2 separate regions of the Hordeum vulgare genome follow, and region 2 is linked to region 1. The links are chromatin contacts, called in public Hi-C maps. All regions are on one chromosome and are shown on one strand. Each heading gives the region's core, a stretch centred on a gene start, on an enhancer-like site or on the middle of the called end of the contact. The rest is flanking DNA. Distances are from core to core; before and after follow the strand shown. Region 1 holds the start of LOC123397704 (receptor like protein kinase S.2). Region 2 holds the start of LOC123397735 (kinesin-like protein KIN-4A).

Region 1 (5,167 bases), core at 2,342-4,841:
CCTTGGTCCTAGAGATTTTCTAAACGTGCCTTGTAAGGCCCTGTTTGGAACCACCCAGATTATATATCTGGTTTTTATAATCTGTTATGTTTTCAAACAGGACAGTTTATATTGTAGATTTTAAAAACTAAATGACCAGATTATTAAAAACTCATAATCTACTCTACCTCAGCTAAAACCAGATTATGGATTACTAATGACCTATTACCCTTGTAAACTTGGAGATAATTACCTACTGCCATCGCCACTGGCCTATTTTTATAAACAGGACAGACATGTCATTATACAATGAAAACCTGAATTACAGTTTATATAATATGGCCTTCAAACATGTCCACCTAAATTATTTTTATAAACCAGATTATATAATCTATCTTCATAATCCAGATTATTATAATCTATTGTGGTTCCAAACAAGGCCTAAACCGTGACGGAGGGAGTAATAGTATAGTGTCAAAAATGTTTTTATACTATGAGACAGAAGGAAAATATGAGAATTAACAAATCCATTATTAAGAGTAGTCTGTACTGAACAATAAATATTACTTCCTTCATAAATTAATATAAAAACATTTAGATTACTAAAATAATAACCTTTAGTTTACAAGAAAAAATCATGTCAAACTTACCGAGACACTTATCAATATTGTGAACTGAGCTATATAGCTACTCTCACCACAAAATCACACGTACAGTATTAGTATCCACACAAAATGCGCCAAAAAAAATTGCATATCAACAAAGAAACATATGACAGCCTCTTCTCAGGATTGTAAATTCTCAGAGTACATTAGCTGCGGTGCATGTTTCAGTGTATGCCAAGAGCCTGCAATCTCCGGACCAAGGACAGAGCCGCCGCGTTCTTCCTCTCCCAGTCCTCCCTGCTCTCCATCGCCCGCTCGAACTTGCTCAGCACCTCGTCGTTGCCGTCCAGAATGCTCACGATTTTCCTCATGGTCGGCCGCGCCGCCGGGTCCGACCGCGTGCACGCGATGCCCAGCTTCGCCAGCCGCACCAGCTCTCGCCGGTCGAACCTGTCGTCCAGCCGCCTGTCCGCGAGCGCCTCCACGTCACGGACGTCCTGCTCCTGGCCGACCTGCACCTTCCTTACGAGGAGCACCTCCGGCGACCTCATGTCCACCGCCATCGCGCCGGTCACGACCTCGAGAACCACCACCCCGAAGCTGTACACGTCGGCCATCGTGGTGGCCTCGCCGGTCTCCATGTACTCCGGCGACATGTACCCGAAGATGCCCCGCGCCGAGCCTGAGCCGGTGGGCAAAACCACGTGGGGGTTATTGTGCTCGTTTCTTGACAGGAACTCGGCGAGCGCGAAGCTGCCCAGCCGCGGGCTCCGGTCCGGGTCCAGGAACACCGCCGCCGATGTGATGTTGCGGTGGATGACCTGCTCGTCCCACTCCTCGTGCAGGTACAGCACGGCGGACGCCAGCGCCCTCACGATGCCGTACCTGTGGCGCCACGAGAGTATCTCAGAATTGCTGTGCCGGACGATGAGGTGGTGGCTCAAGAGGTTCCCCGGGGAGTGGTCGTAGACGACGAGCATCTCGCCATGGTCCGTGCACCACCCGCGCAGCTGCACCAGGTTCCGGTGCCTCAGCTTGGCCAGGTTGCAGAGCTCGTTGGCGAACCGGACGCGCAGCGCCGGGCACGTCTTCATGCCCAGCCGCTTCACGAGGACGTGGACGCGCCCGCCATTGCCGTTGTCCAAGAAGCCCTCGTACCCTGTCCCGAAGTCCAGCTCCGCCACCACCTGCGACTCGGAGAAGTCGTTGGTAATCTCCACGATCTCCTTGTACGATATCTCACGCGGAGTGTCCACAGTTGGAACCGCCACCGCTGGCCGCGGCGACGATCGCTGGCTGTTGCCGCTCTTATTCTCACCCGAGCCGCCGGTGGGCGACCTGCCGTCTTCAGCAGTGAGGTAAATGGTGGTACCAGCCGCTGTGGCGTACATGTGCTTCGTCGACGAGGCAGAGGTGGCTGTGCTGTTCGTGCCGGCGATTGTTGTCGATGTACCGGAGTCAGAGGAGGATGAGGTGAGAGAGATGTACTTTGGGAGTGCTAAGAAGGACGGAAGCGCCGGGAGGTCGCCGGAGCAGCTGCCGGAGATGTTCTCCACCACCCACTTCATGGTAGGACGAGCCCTCGGGTCATGCAGCGAGCAGAGGAGGCCGAGGTGGATGAACCGGCCCATGTCGAACATGGCGCGCGCGCCTTCCGGCAGCTTGCGGTCACCGGCTTTGAGCAGCTTTCCCTCGTCGGACAGCCGGCGTACCCAATCCAGCATGAAGATTTGGTCGTCTGGGTAGGCCAGATCGACCGCCCGACGTCCGGTGGCCACCTCCAATAGCACAATCCCGAAGCTGAAAACGTCGGACTTGGCCGTGGCCCCGCCCCTGCGCTGGAAACTCTCCGGAGGGAGGTACCCGATGGTGCCGCCGATCCTGCTCGTGTCGATCAGCCGGAACTGGTAGTTGGCTGAGGAAGAAAAGGACGACGTCGACCGAACGGATGGCGGCGACGGCAGCAGCTCGAGCTTTTTCGTGGGCGGCGCGTCCTCCACGGTGTGCTCAAGCCAGCGGGCGAGGCCGAAGTCGCCAAGCCGAGCGTTGTACTCGGAATCAAGCATGACGTTGCTGGTCTTGACGTCCCGGTGGATGATCTGCGTGTCGAGCTGCTCGTGCAGGTAGAGCAGCGCGGCGGCGAGGCCGGCCACGATGCGGCGCCGCCGGTCCCAGCCGAGCGCGGGCGCAGCCGAGGCCGGCGCGAAGAGGAGGCGGTCGAGGCTGCGGTTGGGCATGTAGTCGTACACGAGAAGCAGCTCCTCCTCGTCCCGGACGCACCACCCGCGGAGGCGCACGAGGTTGCGGTGCCGCAGCCGGGCAACCGCGGCCAGCTCCGCCAGGAACGACTTCTCGAAGCGGTCGACGCCGACGCTGGCCACGCACTTGACGGCCACCGTGGTGCCATCGCTTGGCAGCATGGCGCGGTACACCCGGCCGAAACCGCCGCTGCCGAGGACCTCTTGGTCACTGAAGCCGCTGGTCCCGATGTAGAGCTCGGAGTAGCTGAACACCCTGGGCCCCGTCGCGCCTCTGATCTTCCTCGCGCCGACCTCGTACACGCCGTCCATGTCCTCGAAGCTCATCTTCGCGGACCGGGAGTCGTGGCAGCCGCAGCGGAGGCAGGAGAGCGCGCGGCCGACCTTGTCGCGGACGTACGAGCTCAGCTTCTCCCCGGGGCGCCGCCGGGCATCGTCGTCGTCGTGGTCGTCAGCCGAGGCCGCGAGGACCTCGTCCCCGTCCATGGGCAGCACGAAGCACAGCCGGCGGAGCGACATGGACGCGTTGGGCGGGAGATGGTACGTGCGTGTCAGGGGGATGTCAGCCGGGCATAATTAATGGTGCCCGCGAGCGTGCGGCGTTTAAAGTTGCCGGTGGAGGTCTTGATCAGTGGGGAATGGAATGGCGAGTGCGCGCGCGCGCGTGGCCACGGAGCGGTGGGGGGCAGGTGGGATAGGATAGGAAAGGTGACACAAGATGACAAGAGGACTTTGGTTTAGGCGCGGCGATAGGTTTAGTGTGGCGTGCGACGGCTAAGCATAAGGAGTTGGCCTAGGTAGCTCGGGTGGTGGCATGCAGCTCATTCATGGTGGGTGGCTCACTCGGTTGACTTGGATGGCAGGTGGGGGGTGCTCGTTGAAAGGGAGAGGCCGCGCGATCGGAGAATGGTTTTCCGGCCACGTATTTTCACATGGGTTTTGGTGGTGCCGGCCGGTGAGGTCACGGGCCGGCCGGGTGGAACACGACGACACACTTCTCCTACCGTCTCCTGTGGTATGATTGTGTCAAGCCGGTGCTCGCTAGGGGTTTGTTTCAACGCTAGCCATTATTTACGATGTCTCCTATGGTACAATAAGCCGGTTCTAGCAATGCGTTTCAACGTTTGTCATTATTTAATTATTAGAGGTTTTTTTCGTCAAGGCGTGGAAATCGCTCAAATTTACATTCCAGCAACATTGTTAAGGAAATCGTTAACTCGTAGCTGCTCGGTTAGCTGGCGTGTAGGTGATTAATAATCTTAAAGAATTAATCGGACGAACTATAAGTTTATTGGCTACTCGGTGACCCTATAAATAGAGATTAATCGACAAGTTAACTGATTAATCGGATGAATTCTTTAACAGGGTCCAACGGTGAGACAAGCCCTAGTCATTGAGCAAAAATTTCATCTGCTTCCATGTTTTTCGGGGAGCTCCTAATTAGCGTTGCAAGTGTCAATTTCCCTAGCTGACGCCCACGCACCATCACCCCGTCGGCTAGACCATATAAGCGAGCGCTTGGTGGGTTTGCTCCATCGATCACCGGTGGGGGGCTCACTTCAGTCAGTTGTTGATTAAATATGAAAGAAAATGAAAAACTCGTAATTAACAAAAAGAATTGTGAATTTAAAATTTTCACAGATTTTAAAAAAGATCATGATTTTTTTTAAAGTTCACCTAATTTGAAAATTTTCATTGAATTTGAAAAACGTTCATCGAATAGGAAAACAATTCAACAAATTTGAAAAAAAAAATTTACCGAATTAGAAAAAGTTCATCAAAGTTGAAAAAAACCATTGATTTTGAAAAAAGTTTGTCCAGTCTTAAAAAAGTTAATCAAACTTGAAAAGGAATTAACCGATTTTGGAAAAGGTTCACAAAATTTTAAAATAGTTCATCAAATTTGGAAAGAGTTCATTGATTTAAAAGAAAAGCCCGTTGGTTTTAAAACACTCATTTTTTTTAAAAGCCAAAATAAAAAGCTTCATGGATTTTATTAAAAGGCACATTAAAGAAAACAAAAAGGAATGATAGAAAAGAAGAAGCAAAAAAACCAAACTGACATACACAATAAAATGTTGGGCTGTAATATAATTACACAAATCGGGTCATGGCCGGATGGTTAGAGCCAAGTGCTCACAACGAAGTGGTTCCACATCGTCATATTTTAGAAAAAGGTTCATTTATTTTCAGAAAAAAATTCTTCAATCTTGAAAAAATTTCGTTGAAATTTAAAAAAGTTTATCCATATTTAAAAAAAATGTAGATTTTTTAGAAAAAAATCCTCAACGGACGATTGAATGGATCAATCTATTTACGAACGTC
Region 2 (4,638 bases), core at 1,864-4,363, 570 kb after region 1:
TGGATATAGTCCTATTCATAAAGGAGTCAAATGCATAGATGTTTCCACTGGCAGGGTTTATATCTCCCGTGATGTAGTTTTTGATGAGTCAATATTTCCTTTTGAATCCCTTCATCCCAATGCCGGAGCACTTCTCAAACAAGAAATCCTTCTCCTTCCACCACATCTCCAAAATTCTGATCATGGGGGCGACAATTGTACTAATCCAACTGATGATCCTACTAGCAGGAATGTGTCTCCGTGTGTGCAGGATTCTACAGCAGCAAGTGGTGCAGAAAATGGTGGAGAAAATGATTAAAACTTTGGAGAAAACGAGCTTATATTTCATGCAGTAGAAGAGGACAAAGCTGGCACGGAGCACGAGGCGGATCCGGAGTCACCTGAAACTCCCATGCGTCTGACCACCGCACCGAACCACGCGCCCGACAGTGTCCTCGCGCCGCGCCAGTTGGCCGCCGCCACGTCACCACATCTAGACGGGAATCCCCGTCCCGCACCGCGTCCCACACGCGGGCCCGCAGCGGCAGCGACAGCAGATTCGGGGGGGGGGGGCGTCGGGATCCATGTCCTGTGCGCGCTGCGCGCGACCAGCAGCGGCGGATCTTCTGCGGCCATCTTCTCTGATGAATCAGACACACCTCAGGCCACACAACTAAGTTCTGGATCTGCTGTGGAAAGCGAACCTGAGAATCTCTGAGGATCTCCTGTGCCCGAGCTTCCTGCACCATCTCCTGTGGCACAATCAGCACGCACACGACGAAGTCAACCTCAACCAGTTACAACTTCACGTGTCATGACTCGGTCGCAAAAAGGTATAAAAAATCCAAAAGTCCGAACTGATGGTACTATTCCATATGGCATGTTATGTATCGCAGGAGAACCAGGAAAATTGGAGGATGCACTAGGAGATCCAAAATGGAAAAATGCAATGGATGAAGAATATTCAGCGCTCATGAGAAACAAGACTTGGCATCTTGTACCAGAATAGAGAGGTATAAATATTATTGACTGTAAGTGGGTTTATAGAATCAAAAGAAAAGCAGATGGCCCCATTGACAGGTATAAAGCTCGCTTGGTTGCAAAAGGCTTCAAGCAACGATATGGTTTGGACTATGAGGATACTTTCAGTCCCGTTGTTAAAGCTGCAACTATTAGACTTGTGTTAGCTATATCTGTGTCTAGGGGATGGAGTTTGAGACAGCTAGATGTTCAAAACGCGTTTTTGCATGATGTTCTGGAAGAGGAGGTTTACATAAGACAACCACTTGGGTATGTTGACAAGAAGGTACCTCATTATGTATGCAAGCTTGATAAAGCGCTCTATGGCTTCAAACAAGCACCAAGGGCATGGTACTCAAGGTTAAGCTCTCAGTTAAAGCGCCTAGGCTTTGTTGCATCCAAAGTTGACACTTATTTGTTCATTTATAACAAGGCAAACACAACTATATTTGTATCAGTATATGTTGATGACATTATAGTTGCAAGCTCTTCACAAAGTGCCACTAATGCCCTTTTGCATGATTTAAGCTCAGAATTTGCATTAAAGGATCTTGATGATCTACACTTCTTCTTGGGCATTGAGGTAAAGAAGATTCAAGATGGCATAGTATTGAATCAAGAAAAATATGCCACTGAACTTCTAGTTCGTATGGGGATGAAAGACTGTAAGCCTTCACCCACACCATTATCCTCTTCAGAGAAACTCTCAGCATTTGAAGGTGAGCCACTGAAAGAAGAAGAGATCACAAAATACAGGAGTGCAGTAGGAGCCCTACAGTACTTGACAGTAACAAGACCTGATATTTCCTTTGCTGTTAACAAGGTTTGTCAGTATCTTCATGCACCTACTAGTGTACATTGGGTAGCCGTTAAAAGAATTGTACGGTACATAAAGCATTTTGTGAGCTTAGGTCTCCAAGTTAAATGTTCCAATTGCACTCTTGTTAGTGCCTTCTCTGATGCTGACTGGACAGGATGCAGTGATGATACAAGGTTAACTGGAGGATTTGCAGTATTCTTTGGTTCTAACCTCATCTCTTGGAGTGCTAGGAAACAAGCCACAGTATCCATGTCAAGTACTGAAGGTGAATATAAATCATTGGCTAATGAAACTGTTGAAATCATTTGGCTCGAATCATTGCTAAATGAGTTAGGAGTTAAACAACATCATGTGTCATGTTTGTGGTGTGACAATCTAGGAGCCATATATCTCTATGCAAATCCAATATTTCATGGCAGAACAAAGCATATAGAAATTGACTTTCATTTTGTCAGAGAAATGGTTGCAGAAAAGAAGTTAGACATACCCTTCATTCCTTCCAGAGATCAAGTTGCAGATGGATTCACTAAAGCCTTGCCAGTCAAGCCATCCGAGGAATTCAAGAAGAGTCTTAATGTAGGATAGTTGAGATTAAGGAAGGGTGTTAGACTTAGAGATATATTGTAATCTCAACTACTTATCTCCTCCTCCTCCTGTATCTATCTCTATCTCTAACCGAACCCATATCCTAGCGATTGGGTATACCTTGTATGCCACGGCAAGGGGCTCTTCCTGCCTCGATCAATATATACCCACGCGGCTCTTTAGGGAGAGTAGGAACGCTTCCATCTGGCAGGAACCACATGAAAAACTTGAATAGGTTGCCCGCATTTTTTTTGTGCTTGAACAGGTAATACTAGTATAAAGTGCTTGCATGAAAGAAGGGAGAGAGTGGTTTTAGGAGCAATGACGTTCCAATTAAACTCAGATTTCAAAGCTCCTGAAATTGGTAGTAGCATGATTTTTGCACGTAAAAATGAGTACCCCTCAAGGGGCAGGCAGGGAGACATGGCGCCTGCAAAATCATACGCATCGGGCAGGGCAGGAGCATATATACTCCTATATTTTTCAGCTGTTATAGGAGCGGAGTGCGGTGGCTGGCTAACAACCATGGAGATGGGGCGTCCTTGTTGCAGGGACAGGCAGATGGACACAGACAGTGGTAACAATCACAGAATTCACGGTTCGTTCGCAGGCGGCGGCAGCAGCAGCACTCTCCTCTCACCCCCGGCCCTCACCAAAAGCAGAAAAAGAAAGCGCCAAGGCCAAGGGAAGAAAGATTAATAATTGGTTAAAGGGGAGGCCTCAGCCTCACACACACCCCCACCTACACACCCAGCCCAGCACAGCACAGCACATCGATCGTCCTCCTCCTCCATTTGCATTTCCACTCACCACCAAACGCCCTCCCGTTCCATCATCCCTCCCTCCATCCCAAGAACACCACCACCCAGCACAGCAAGATCCAAGTCCCAAGATTGGCCTGGCTTTCTCGGAGCAAGAGCAGCAGCATTTGTAGAGATCGGTGGAGCCGCGGCGGTTGGATCAGCGAGGGAGGCAGGGAGCGGCGGTGTGCCGTGCCGGTGGTGGAAGTGGAAGTGGTTGGGCTTCGCTTGCTTGCTCGCTTGCGCAGGAGTGAGGGTCAAGTTCCCCCGGAGCTTTGCTTTCTCCTTTTTCCCTTTTTACCACGCACCATCCACCTGAAACCCATCTCCATCTGAATCCCCCGGCTCCATCCATCCATCCACGGGTAGAGACTAGAGAGAGGGATTGCAGTACAACCCAAGAAACCATGATGATGGTGTGGCAGGGGCAGGAGGATTGATCGGCGCTAGTAGTGGCCGCTGCTGTTACTCACCGGTCGCCATCTCCTCTTCCCTTCCCTTTAATCCTTGCTTCACTCCTCCCCTCCCTCCCTCCCTCCCTCCTGCCTTGTCTTATTGCCTTGTTGCAAGAGAGGAAAAGAAAACCCGGCCGCATTCCCAACAGCACACCTTCTTCTCGGTTGGTGCGTCGTCGCGTCCCTGCTTGTGGTGGTGGTTGTTGTTGTTGTATGATCGGTGGCAGCAGCCGAGATGACAATGGAGCACGGCGAGGATTGCTGCGTCAAGGTGGCGGTCCACGCCCGCCCGCTCATCGGCGACGAGAAGCTGCAGGGCTGTAAGGACTGCGTCACCGTCGTGCCCGGCAAGCCGCAGGTAACACCGAGCTTTCTTCTTCTTTCTTCACTCAATTTACTAGGCTTTTTTCCTGATGGAATGTTTGTGTTTGTGTTTCCCCCCTCTCTTTCTTGTTTCTGGTTTCTTCACTGGTGGCAGTACATGTCTCAGTTCAGAGACTAGATAGATAGATTGATTGACTGCTCAATCCAATTCTGCCAGTACGATAAATTCTCTTGTGTTTTCTTATATTACAAAAAAAAAGGAAAGAGAAACCATACGGCTGCGTTTTTTTTATTCGGTTTCCTGAAATTCAGAGATCGGATTTGACATTTTCCACCCAAGTTTGAGGATTGCAGCACCAGATTTCGCCAAGAAATAAACAAAAGAAGAATACTTTTTTCACCTCCTCTGTTTCTTCTCTCTGACCGTCCGACTCAAGAACAGCCAACCTCACATCACAAGAAACCAACCGATCCACCTCAATTCCGGCCATGAAGAACATCTCGAATTCGGCGGCGAGAATCTCGGTTGCTTGCTTGCTTTCCCGATTTAGCACCCCGTGACAGGGATGGGCGGCCCCCTTTTTCCCTTCTCCTTTCTGGAGAAATTTCCCCTGTCGGCAGTGCCAGAGTTGTTCATGCATTTCTGGTGCGGAGT

The links. A called contact is a pair of places that touch in the nucleus more often than the background predicts.
Region 2: a Hi-C map of seedling shows a contact between it and region 1, with 5 times the contacts expected there. The contact joins the promoter of LOC123397735 here to the promoter of LOC123397704 in region 1. A contact is called at or near these places in 2 of 6 Hi-C or Micro-C datasets (leaf and seedling).

Annotation. Positions count from the first base shown.
Region 1 is chr5H:349,938,462-349,943,628 of MorexV3_pseudomolecules_assembly, forward strand. It overlaps LOC123397704 (receptor like protein kinase S.2), which reads right to left and starts at 3,592. Exons shown (of 1, transcript XM_045092240.1): 1 at 559-3,592. The coding sequence starts at 3,361. The coding sequence ends at 809.
Region 2 is chr5H:350,504,937-350,509,574 of MorexV3_pseudomolecules_assembly, forward strand. LOC123397735 (kinesin-like protein KIN-4A) reads left to right here and starts at 3,114. Exons shown (of 25, transcript XM_045092271.1): 1 at 3,114-4,017. The coding sequence starts at 3,895.